Linked DNA regions of Mus musculus: region 1 is linked to region 2. The links are chromatin contacts, called in public HiChIP or PLAC-seq maps. All regions are on one chromosome and are shown on one strand. Each heading gives the region's core, a stretch centred on a gene start, on an enhancer-like site or on the middle of the called end of the contact. The rest is flanking DNA. Distances are from core to core; before and after follow the strand shown. Region 1 overlaps Runx2 (runt related transcription factor 2). Region 2 has its middle 87 kb from the start of Runx2os3.

Region 1 (5,308 bases), core at 240-2,739, 140 kb after region 2:
GGTTTTTACTTATTTGCAAAGTTTTTTATAATAAGGTTTACTTTAAAACATTATTTTGTTAACTTGGAAGAACATATTAAGAAAATGAACTCTCTTGTGTTGTGTGTGTTGTGTGTCTTGTCTCTCTCTTGTGTGTCTCTTGTGTTTGTCTCCTTTCCCTTCCCCTCCTTTCTCTCGTGTATGTGTGTGTGTGTCAGTGTAGGGGTGTGTGTGTCAGTGTATGTATGTGTGTGTCAGTGTGTGTCAGTGTATGTATGTGTGTGTGTGTCAGTGTGTGTGTGTGTCAGTGTGTGTGTGTCAGTGTGTGTGTGTCAGTGTGTATCAGGGTATGTGTGTGTGAGTGTGTGTGTCAGTGTGTATGTATATGCATGTTTACAAGCAGAGCCCAGAGATTTTCAGTGTCTTTTTCAATCACCTTATGTTTTTGAGACAGAGTCTCTCTCTAAACAGGGAGCTTATCAATTCGGCTGGGTTGGCGGAGGGATCCACCGGTTTGTATCCCCCCACCCCCCAGCTGACTTTTCTTTGGGTGCTTAAGATCTGAACCCACATCCTCATGCTTCAAAGGCAGGATTTTTCCAAGTGACTCTTCCCATCCCATCCTTCCTTTAGATCCTCTACAATACATAATGGAAAAGCAAGTACTGCTGGGCAAATGGATAGCAGTTTGGTCTCCAGAAGTCATAATCCAAGAATCAATTTTAGATTGCACATAAAACATTCCTCTGTATCTTCACACTGAGATTTTAAAGGGATTTTATATCGGTTGTCTCTGAATTGGTCCCTTCATACCAAACATGACTAAGCAGAACAACACTGGACTCCACTTCATCCCCTAATAATTAGAAAAACACACCTTTGGGAGAAGTGCAGAAAACCATGCTAAAGGAAACATCAGAATGAGAAATAGAGCCAATATTTAAGACAATGAAATGACTAACAAGCTCTGCAGTTACACACACACACACACACACACACACACACACGGTGCCTCAAATCTCCAGTATAAATATTTGTTTTCAATGTTGTAATAATCTGTGCTTTTCACAGCATTACTCACAAAATCAGACAGACCAGCCGATCCTAAGGCTAGGAAAGTCTGTCACACTGGAGGAAAGAGAGCAGGCAAGAGCAGGGGACCCTGGCAACAGCAACTACTCCTTAAACCCACCCCAGTTTTAAGGATATTGCTGGAATAATATACTTCCACTCTGTGAAAGGGAAAGGGGACAGATGGTAAAAGATGTGTGAGCTTGTGTGTTTGTATCCAGAGACCCAGAGCAAAGGAGAAGGAAGGAGCCAAAGGCTGTGCGGGTGGAAGAGAGGACCGGGAAGAGGGGGAACGATCTTGCTAGGCCTTGATTAGGAACATTTTAAAGGAAGGGTGGATAGTCTTTGAAACCAGATCCGCTGCAGGAAGGAGGCCAGCACCCAGGACACCCTGTCTTTCAGAAGGGGCCACCCACGGTGCCGCGAGTCATATGACTGCTCTGTCACATCCTGAAGCCATTTCCAGCCCATGCACACGTCTGTGCTCCCATTTAGAGAGGATGGGATATATTGGGAACACACATATGGAAACACTTTCAGAGAATCAGTTTCCATGAAATTCATAATGAGCCAAGTGGCTTCAGATGTGGCTGCGTTCCTCCGATTAGCCAGGAAAAAAAAAAAAAAAAAAAAAAAAAGAGGAGGGGAAAAAGGAGGGAAAAGGGGGCAAATCCACCCTTTCAGACCCTATTTCAGTTTCAGAAAAATTAAAAACCACTAATGAGTTATGGCTACGAAAATATGGAGCCAGGATTAAAATGGGAGAAACTAGGAAAACGAGGCAAAGAGATTGGGAAGCAGTAGTCTTTCCCCCTAAAAATAACAGCTTCTATATCGTAATCTTATCTTGAATCTGGGGCGGCTTTCCTGTGATGGTATCTACCCGGAGCAGTGTAATTAATTTTCTGACATCCTGGCCGAAAGCAGTGAAGTGCGCATGTGCGCACGAGGGAGCCCAGGGAGGCGGGGAGCAGGGGCGGGAGGCAGAGGCTAGGAGAGCAACTCTTATTTGATAGCATATGTGGTCAATTAAGATTATTTTAAAAATTACAACTAAATGATAAATTGTTCCTAAGAAAAATCTTTTTCTTTCTCTTTCTTTCTTCCTTCCTTTCTTATTTTTATTTTTAAAGCTAGAATACAGAGAGTGCAGCCTGGTACTTTCTCATGACTTGAGCTAGTGGTAACTTGGACTGTATTAAAAGTATAAAGTTAGTTGACATCTTACATATGTGACACCAAAGCTTAAGCTGACAGGAAGCCATGGAACAGAAGAAAACAGCAAGTGGAAAGGCTCCTCACGGGATACCTGAGTGATATTGGTAGCTTAAAATATCTTATATTAAGACAGACAAAAAGTTCACATGATTTTTTTCTTAGATAAAACATGAGATTTGAATATACTCTCCTCAGGGTTAACTATGGGTGCCAATGGGCTGGGTAGCATGGGGAAGGGGTCCTCAGTTTTCATTTGCCCTGTGGGGTGCAGTGGAAAGCTGAGCAGCATTTCCTTGCAGCCTGGGGGCAAGCCTAACCCCACGCTGCAGGAATGCTCCGACCTGCCATTTCGGGCTGATGGGCTGGGAACCAGACCTAGTGACTGCTTAACCAACCAGGCTCTGCTCTTCCCCTGAGCTCCTCTAAGTGTTCTGGTATTTACATCATCCCACATGTGAACGGAGATTGGCTTAAATGGATGAATGGCCAACCCAGCAGCTGAGGCCGCGCTACCACAGCTCTGGTGAGCAGGCAGGATGACATCCATAACACCCTTGCTACTTATATTATAAGTAGATCTTCCACAACGGAGACTGCGTCACCAACCCCATCTTCTGAATGACAAACTCAAAGCTCAAAGAAGTGATTCCCGTAAAGTTACAGTTCTTGTAAGCAGATGAGTACACAGTGACCCTGGCCCTAGAACTGTGTGTCCCTTCTGCCACCATCTCTGCTAAGGTACTCTCTCAAGTCAACTCCGATGAATAACAGTCTAGCTAAGGCTGATGGTAACGCAGGTGGCGGCTGTGGGGATGGAGCTGAGATAGGGCATGGCGAATTGGTGTCTGCTACCTCTTGCCATAACTGACCCTGCTCTTGAATGTGGGTATTGTCAATATCACTGATGCCCTGTGCGGGCCTAAGTAAATCACATTTTATATTCCTTAGGCTCCCTGGCTCCTGCCCCAGGGAAACAGTGAAAGCACATGGCCGACATCTCTTCTTCTTACCTCTGTTACTGATTATTGGGAGCAAGCTAGAAAACCCATGAATCCAGACTCTGAATGCTCAAGTTCCTGACTGGCGCACACACTTGGCCCAAGGGTCCAACCAGAGTCTTGTCTAAAAGACTCTGCCTGGGAAGAGGGGCATGTGACATGGGAAAAGGAGACTAAGTTCTACTGTCCTCTAATACACAGACTGTATTTTTTAGATAGAGTTTCACATTTGTCCTATAAAGTGGCCCCTCTATATCAAATCCCAACCCAGCCTCAGACTAGCCCTCTGGAGTGGTTTGAATGAGATGTCCCTACCCTGTGTGCCCACAGTTCTTAAGCATTTGAATAATTGATCCCCAGTTGCTGGTGCTGTTTTGGGAGGCTTAGGAGGCGTAGCCTTGTGGAAAGAAGTGTGTCAATGGTGACAGACCTTGAGGTTTCAAAAGCCCCATGCCATTCCCTATTAGCTCTGTTTCCTGTTTGTGGTCTGAGATGTGGGCTCTCAGCTTCCAACTCCAGCTGCCATGTCTGCTATTCTGCTGTCCCCGACAGAATGGACCATAACCCTTGGGAACCATAGGCCCCAAATAAACTCTTTCTTCTCTAAGTTGCCTTGGTCATGGTGTTTTACCACTGCACTAGAAACATAACTAAAACATCTTTCAACAAATCTCACACTGATCCACAAGACAAGCCAGGGGAAGGAGTTGGTTCCAGATGACAGATAACTCCAAGACAGAATCATGCCAAGTCTAACCTATGGTTCTCCGAGATAGACTAAGAGGGCTTAGCATGGTGATGAGCCAATGTAGACCCTGGGGCATCCTGTCCAGTCCAAACTGCCCAAGGCCCCCAAACCTAGATCCTGAACCAGATGACCACCCGACTTTCTTTCTCGTTGGTGGCTTGCATGCTCCAGGTCAACCGGGATCGCTTTCCCTCTCTGTTACCCACACCTCCCCACTCCTTCCCATTCCTTCCCCTTTGCCTCCCTCCCTCCATACTGGGGACTGAACCTGGAGCCTTCTGCATGCTCGGTAAGCACTCTACCACTGAGCGAGCTATTCCTAGCCCTCTTTACTTTATATTTTGAGGCAGGGTCGCCGTCATTCACCCTGTAGACCTTCAACTCATTCTGATGCTTTATGAGGGAACTGAACTGTATTCTCCTGAGGGACTCCTCCAGGCCTCTGCCTGCTGGGTAGTTAGGATCACAAGCTCATGGGGTCCAAGTTTGCCTTGGTATTTGTTTTCTCTTCTCCTCCCCTTGAACCTTTCTCTCCTCTTGAAATTGCAAACAGCCTCCAAATCTGCCTTCACGATCCCTTCTGACTGGGACTTCCCTCCTCTACCCCATGGGCCCTAGCACTCTCACCTGCTGCTCTTCCTGGGGTTTCCAATTGGGCCCTGCATGGGTTCTCAAAGGGACAAAAAATCACCCTGCCACCTTTACTGACCTAAGTTCTCTTGGACTAGAACTCTGTTCTGCTCCCTTTGAACAACTCAAAGCCCTTCTCGGAGACATAGATGAGAGATATCACACACATGCTCGAGGCAAGGATAAAGGCATGGCATTACAATTGTCAATTATACAATTACAACTTGTCTTTGGGACAGTTTGTGTGTTCCTTCTGACTTGTGCCTATATAACCAGCTGCCTTTCCTGTAATACTATACCTATATGAATTTGAGCCCACAGAACTCACCTGAGTTATCCCCATACTCATAGATCTCCTACACTCCCCCCAACCGAGTTCCACAGTGCATCTCTTGCTATAACCCCTGCCCTGCCTTGCTCCCTTATCCTATGGACAACACATACTTAAACTTCAGTCCCAGAAACAATCAGGTCTCACACAGACACTGCCTCTCAATAGTTATAATTACATTTAAATACGGACTCTCTCTGTGATGGTTTCTATATGCTTGGCCCATGGAGTGACACTCTTAGGAGGTATGGCCCTGTTGGAGTAGGTGTGTCACTGTGAGAGTGGATTTTGTCCTAGCTGCCTGGAAGCCAGTCTTTTCCTAGCAACCTTCAG
Region 2 (5,345 bases), core at 2,474-4,973:
TCATTTTCTTGGCCTAATTCTTGCAGGCATTAGTTGGAGGATCCAGAATAGCACCTAGTCCAGTTCCTGGTTCTTAGTTGATGTGCTCCACCTCCACATAAAACTTGATATCCAAATGACCAAAAACACCGACCTTGCCATATGTGACCTTTGGAAACCAGTCCATCCCGGGTTAGAGCATTATCCCTGTTTTCAGTATTTCCCTTTCTGAATGGCTCCCAGTTTCCCTCCACGGTCTGGAGTCTTGTTCTCTTTACTGAAGGACAGTGAGGGAATCTCCTGAGTTCTGACTACAAACCTCAGGAACCTTACTGGCATCTAAGCAATACAATGTTACAAATGCATTTAGAATCACTAAAGCACTCCCAGAAGGAGCAGCGGACACACCCAGAGAGGCCTCTCCAAACCCTTGCTCTCTCTCCAAAACCCATTGTGCTCCCGTGGTTTTTCTTTGACTGGGAAACAATGAATTCACACAAACACCAGTTGAAAAATAAAGAGCATGACAGAAACTAAATCAAAAGCAGGGGCTAATTTGGCAGCATCCAGGAGTCTGGTGGGCCAAGCGGGGTGTGACCGCCAAGGTTGCCACCCAATGGGCTCCTTGAGGGGAGGAGCTTGCCTCCCAGATTATCTTGGCTTTAGGTCCACGCCTTTTCTCGACAGAGACGCCTGAGTGTTCATTTCTCTTTCGTGAGACGTCTTAGTGGAGCTATAAATCACCCCAGATCACCAGCGAAGCTTCCAAAAGGTGTCCCCCAAGCCAACTGAACTAGACAAGACCTGAAAAGACCGCCACCCATGTCCTGCTAGAGGTGGCTGTGATCCATCGTTAATCCCGGAAGTAAGAGCTAATGCCTGTTACCACAAAGTCACCTAACAGTTAGGAACCTGTGCATGCACATACTGGCAATGGGAAGATTTGTGCTTCACTTCTCAGAAGCAGATGTAATGAGAGAAAGAGTTCAAAGGTTGAATGGCCTCCTAGCTAGAGGTTTCACTAGTGGTCAGCCAAGTCCAAGCGAGATGGGTTTGAAGCTGAGAAAACGGCCAGGACTCCCAGTAGCTCTGGCAAGTTACTGACACAGACTTCTCACTCACATTGCCCACCACACTGGAGTCTACACATGGTTGGCTCAAGGCACCAGGCCCATGGAAGCTTCCAGACCCAGAGAAGAAGGCATTGTGCATGGGACAGGAGCAGGCTGCTGCCGTGTGGCTCAATCTTTCTTGTCCTTTCCAATGTCTTGTTTTATGAGGGTTTCGGGGCATGAATGTCTTCTGGTGCAAGTACATATTTAGTCTGTACAGAACCAGAGGTCAACCTTGAGCCCTGTTCTTCGGGAGCTGTCCACTTCTGGTCTTTAAAGGGGTTTTTTAAAGCATCTTTTTAGATGTGTTTCCTTGTAATGTGTAACCTGTCTCCTATTTTCCACCTTCATGTCACATCTGTCCTTTTGTGCCTTCCCAACCCCTTCCTCAGAACCTTTTTACCCTTTCTTGATTTCCTTTCTATTATCTTAGATTTGACCCGCATTTAACAAACTAGGATCCTCTGAGAATATGCTAATTTTGTCATTCTGCATTTGGGTCCCCCAACGTAATAGTATACTTCCCAGACGGGTTCTGGAGCATCTATCTTCGTGGGGGCTTCATCATTTCATTTTTGTTAGCAGCTGCGTAAGATTCCATTGTGTATACACACCACATCCTCATTACCCATGAGTCTGCTGATGGGATTCTAGGGTACATCTCTCTTCTTGCTGCTGTGGGCATAGCAGCAATGAAGATGGGTTTGTAAGTATCACAGTGGTGGGATGCAGAGTCCTTTGGGTACCTGCCTAGGAGTGGTCCATCTGGGTTTATATAGTAGTTTCATGTTTTAATTCCCATAATGGCCGCACTACCCTACACTCTACTCTCCCCAGCAGTGATCACAGGCTCCTCTTTCTCCACATCCTCAACAGCATTTGATGTCTGGTCTCTTGCTGAGATCCATTCTGACTGGGGTGAGGTGCTGTCTCAAAATAGTTTTAGTTTGCATTTCCCTGATGCTAGGGATGTTGGACAGTTTTGGAAACACTTGTCACCTGTGTTTCCTCTTTTGAGAGCTGCCTGTTCATTTCATTAGCATGTTTGCTGGCTGGCAGTTTGGGGAGTTTTGGGTTAATTTTTGAACTCCCTTGTCAATTCTGAAGTATAGCTGGGAAAGATTTTTCTCCTATTCTGCTGACCGTGTTTTCGTTGTTCCTTTGGCTGTCAAGAAACTTTGGAATTCCTAGTTGATTCCTGGGACTGGTTCCTGTGGAGTTGGAATTCTATTCAGAAAGGTCTTGCTAAAGCTTTCTGTTAAAGAGCACCCCTATTTCTGTCCAGCAGTTTCATTACCTCAGAGGGGAAATTCAGGTCTTTGATCTGCTTTAAAGTTAATTGTGTACAAGGTCAGTGGTGTGGATTTGATTTCTTTCTTCTGCAGGTGTATATCCAGTTTTTCTAACACCCACCTTTAAAAACAAACAAACAACAGTGACAAACCCTGGATCTCTCACTGGGACCTAGGGCTCACAGTTAGGCTAGGCTGGCCAGCCAGCAAGCCCAGGGGCCCACCTGATGCTGTCTCCCCAGGGCTGAATTTAAAGTACTTGTCTTGTTTCACGTGGACTCTGGAGCTTGAATTCATTACTGACTGAGCTGGCTCTCGAGCCCCTGACTTCCTATTATGAAAAGACTGTTTGTTCTCTTTTAGAGAACATAGACAAGCCCTTGCTCCAGCCTCCACAAATATTTCTATAGAAGGGTTCAAGGATCAGGTTGATAGGACCCCTTTCCCACCAAGGACTTCTGCTATCAGAAGCCAAAAGCCTTATTACAGTTTGAATATATCTTCATTGTGTCCTCTATTGGATATCTGTATGAGCAGGTTGGGGTCTAGGGCAAGTCATTATGTCATAGGGTGCATCATCTTTGAAATATAGTTTTAAGGGGCCCTGGTTAGTTTTTATAAGCAGCATCTTAGCTGTGAGATCCTGGCATGAGAGCTAATTCAGTAATGTTACTGCCTTCAAAGCTTGAGACCTGGTCTGCTCCCTCAAGAGCCCACATAAAGATGGCATGCACTTGTTATCCCAGTGCTGGGGAGGCAGAGACAGGCAAGTCTCTGGCACTAGCTAGCCGGCTAGTCAAGCAGCCTACTTGGCAAGCTCCAGGACAATGGAAGCCACTGTCTCAAAATAACAGCAACTGAGGAATAGCAGCCAATGTTATCCTCTGGCTTCCACATGCCACACACGCACATGCCACACACGCACATGCACACACGCACACAACCATATACATATACACACTCTTACGGACACAGAAAGTTAGGATCCCTCTACTAAGAAACAAAGCAGCAGGAGCCCTCATCTAGGTTGTGATAAGCTAATGTTATACCTTCTAATGGCCACAGTTGCGATCTAGATGTGTTTCTTTTCTTTAGTAAGTATCCAGCCTCCAGTCTTTTGCTATAGTAACAGAAAATGGACTGGTACACACTTCATGGGACCAAGACCCTTTTTCAGGGTCATAAGCATTGTTCCTTTAACAGGCCCGCTCCTAACACTTTAAGCAATCTTACGATAAGTGGGGACACTCCCGGGTAAAAAGGCCACTACGCTTCAGCCTGTTTTTAGGCATGAATCATATTCATTGTCTTTTGTATACAAAGTGGATGACTCAACTCTGGAAGCCACCTTCTTGTAAGATGGCCTTTGCCTGGCCCGGTGAGCAAAGGCTTAGTCAAATGTTCTACTTCAGGTTAGTCTGTAATTAACAGATAATGTTCTCACTGTTGGAATAGCCCTGTTAGATGATATAAGTCCCCACTCTTAACTCACTTCTGTCTCCAACCGGAGTTACAGCCGACGAAAAGGCAAATTGTGCCATCCCCCTGCCTACAGACTCGTAGGCTTCCCCAGCTCTCTTGACATGGAACCCTCCATCTTTAGGACCTCTCTGGAGGCACTCATACAACCTAGCTCATATCCACTCTGACTTCATTCTCTACAGCTTCCCATAGCCACATCTGGGGCTAGAACACATGCCCCTGCTGCAGGTTTACCCTTGCTGTTCTTCTTTCCTGGGTGCCTATTCCCCCACATAACACAAGGTTCGCACTCGCCACTCAGTTCTCCTTGTAGTTGTAACCCTCTTCGTTCACACACAGGCACACTATATGCAGCTCCATGACTTGAATCTCTATGTCCTTTAGCCATTATGAATATGCTCTAAAGCCCTGAAGGTCTGAGATATAGCCAAACTATTCTCAGGACAACACAAATGTATTGTCACCCTCTCATGCCACCCCGATTTGCTGCTGGCATTTGTACCAGAATCATGAAAGCAAGGGAGGACAGTGCTGTATGCGTCTCTCCAGATGTGGTCCCACTCAGATAACAGCTGCATAAGGAAGAACTGGTTTCACATTGCTTTCACTTCATTGAAGGTGTTCTGTTTGATGCCACATCAGAATCAAACCAGCAATACTCTCTAAAAGTCAGTTGTGATGTGGAACCTGAAGTTGTAACAATACCATGTTTCATTAAATTCCCCCAAGAGTCCTGTACTTCCAATGTGCCTTTTACCCACATTGATGGCATTGGTGGTCACTAGACCCCCCGCTACCCATTCACTGATTAAAGGTCTCAGTTTCATGACTCCTGGAGGTACTATGTAAATGAATAATTCCATTAGGTCTAGGTCCTTGAGCACAGTTCTTCAATTCTCTAAGAATATTCATAAAGCCCTCTTCCATCAACCAAAATAGAGCCGTTGACTCAAAGGAGACTGTGTGTGGCATTGTGTGAGTTGCTAGCTTAGGTATCTGGCTATTGTATCGCAGACCAAATTTTACTTGAGACACTGCCTCCTTATAGACAGTCATGCTAACTTGGGTGTGGGTCTCTCCACAGGTACCTTCTAGAAAATAACTGTTGGTATTTGTAGCCAAAGATAAAATACAGGCTTTCAAATAAAAATTCAAAATGGTGAAAACATCTATCTACAATTTTTCTACTTAGACTTTTCTAATGAGACCGGTGATGATTTTAATAAAAGTGAGCTTAAATTTTCACTCAGGCATGGTGTCTCATGGCTGTAATCCTAGCACTTGGGAGATAGAGGCTGGAAGTTCAGAGGTTCATAGTCATCTTGAGCTGCATAATGGATTTGAGGCTAGCCTTGGTTACATGTTCCTAAGAAAAACAAAAACAAATAAACAACAACAGCACAAAACAGAGACTGTGAGAGAGCCATCTGGTAAGACTTCCAAGCCCGATGACCTGGGTTGGTTCCAGGACCTACATAGC

What was found. HiChIP or PLAC-seq counts read pairs in DNA pulled down with a chosen protein or histone mark.
Region 1: a FOXA1 HiChIP or PLAC-seq map of pancreatic cancer cells shows a contact between it and region 2. The contact joins two enhancer-like sites. A contact is called at or near these places in 10 of 484 Hi-C or Micro-C datasets (CD8 T cells, Th2 cells, cortical neurons and 7 more) and 7 of 115 datasets of contacts at active chromatin or transcription factors (CD8 T cells, bone marrow-derived macrophages, effector CD8 T cells and 4 more).

The regions. Positions count from the first base shown.
Region 1 is chr17:44,616,917-44,622,224 of GRCm38.p6, forward strand. All of the region lies in intron 5 of Runx2 (runt related transcription factor 2), which reads right to left. Among named protein-coding and RNA genes, the nearest start is that of Runx2os3, 58 kb to the left of the region's middle. RefSeq lists an enhancer at 804-2,728. Within about 2 kb of position 1,490, at least 76 of the 459 cell types and tissues checked have an H3K27ac peak or open chromatin away from gene starts, as enhancers often do. A contact at or near this core is called in pancreatic cancer cells, where this site is marked.
Region 2 is chr17:44,472,403-44,477,747 of GRCm38.p6, forward strand. No RefSeq gene overlaps it. Among named protein-coding and RNA genes, the nearest start is that of Runx2os3, 87 kb to the right of the region's middle. Within about 2 kb of position 3,724, at least 19 of the 459 cell types and tissues checked have an H3K27ac peak or open chromatin away from gene starts, as enhancers often do. A contact at or near this core is called in pancreatic cancer cells, where this site is marked.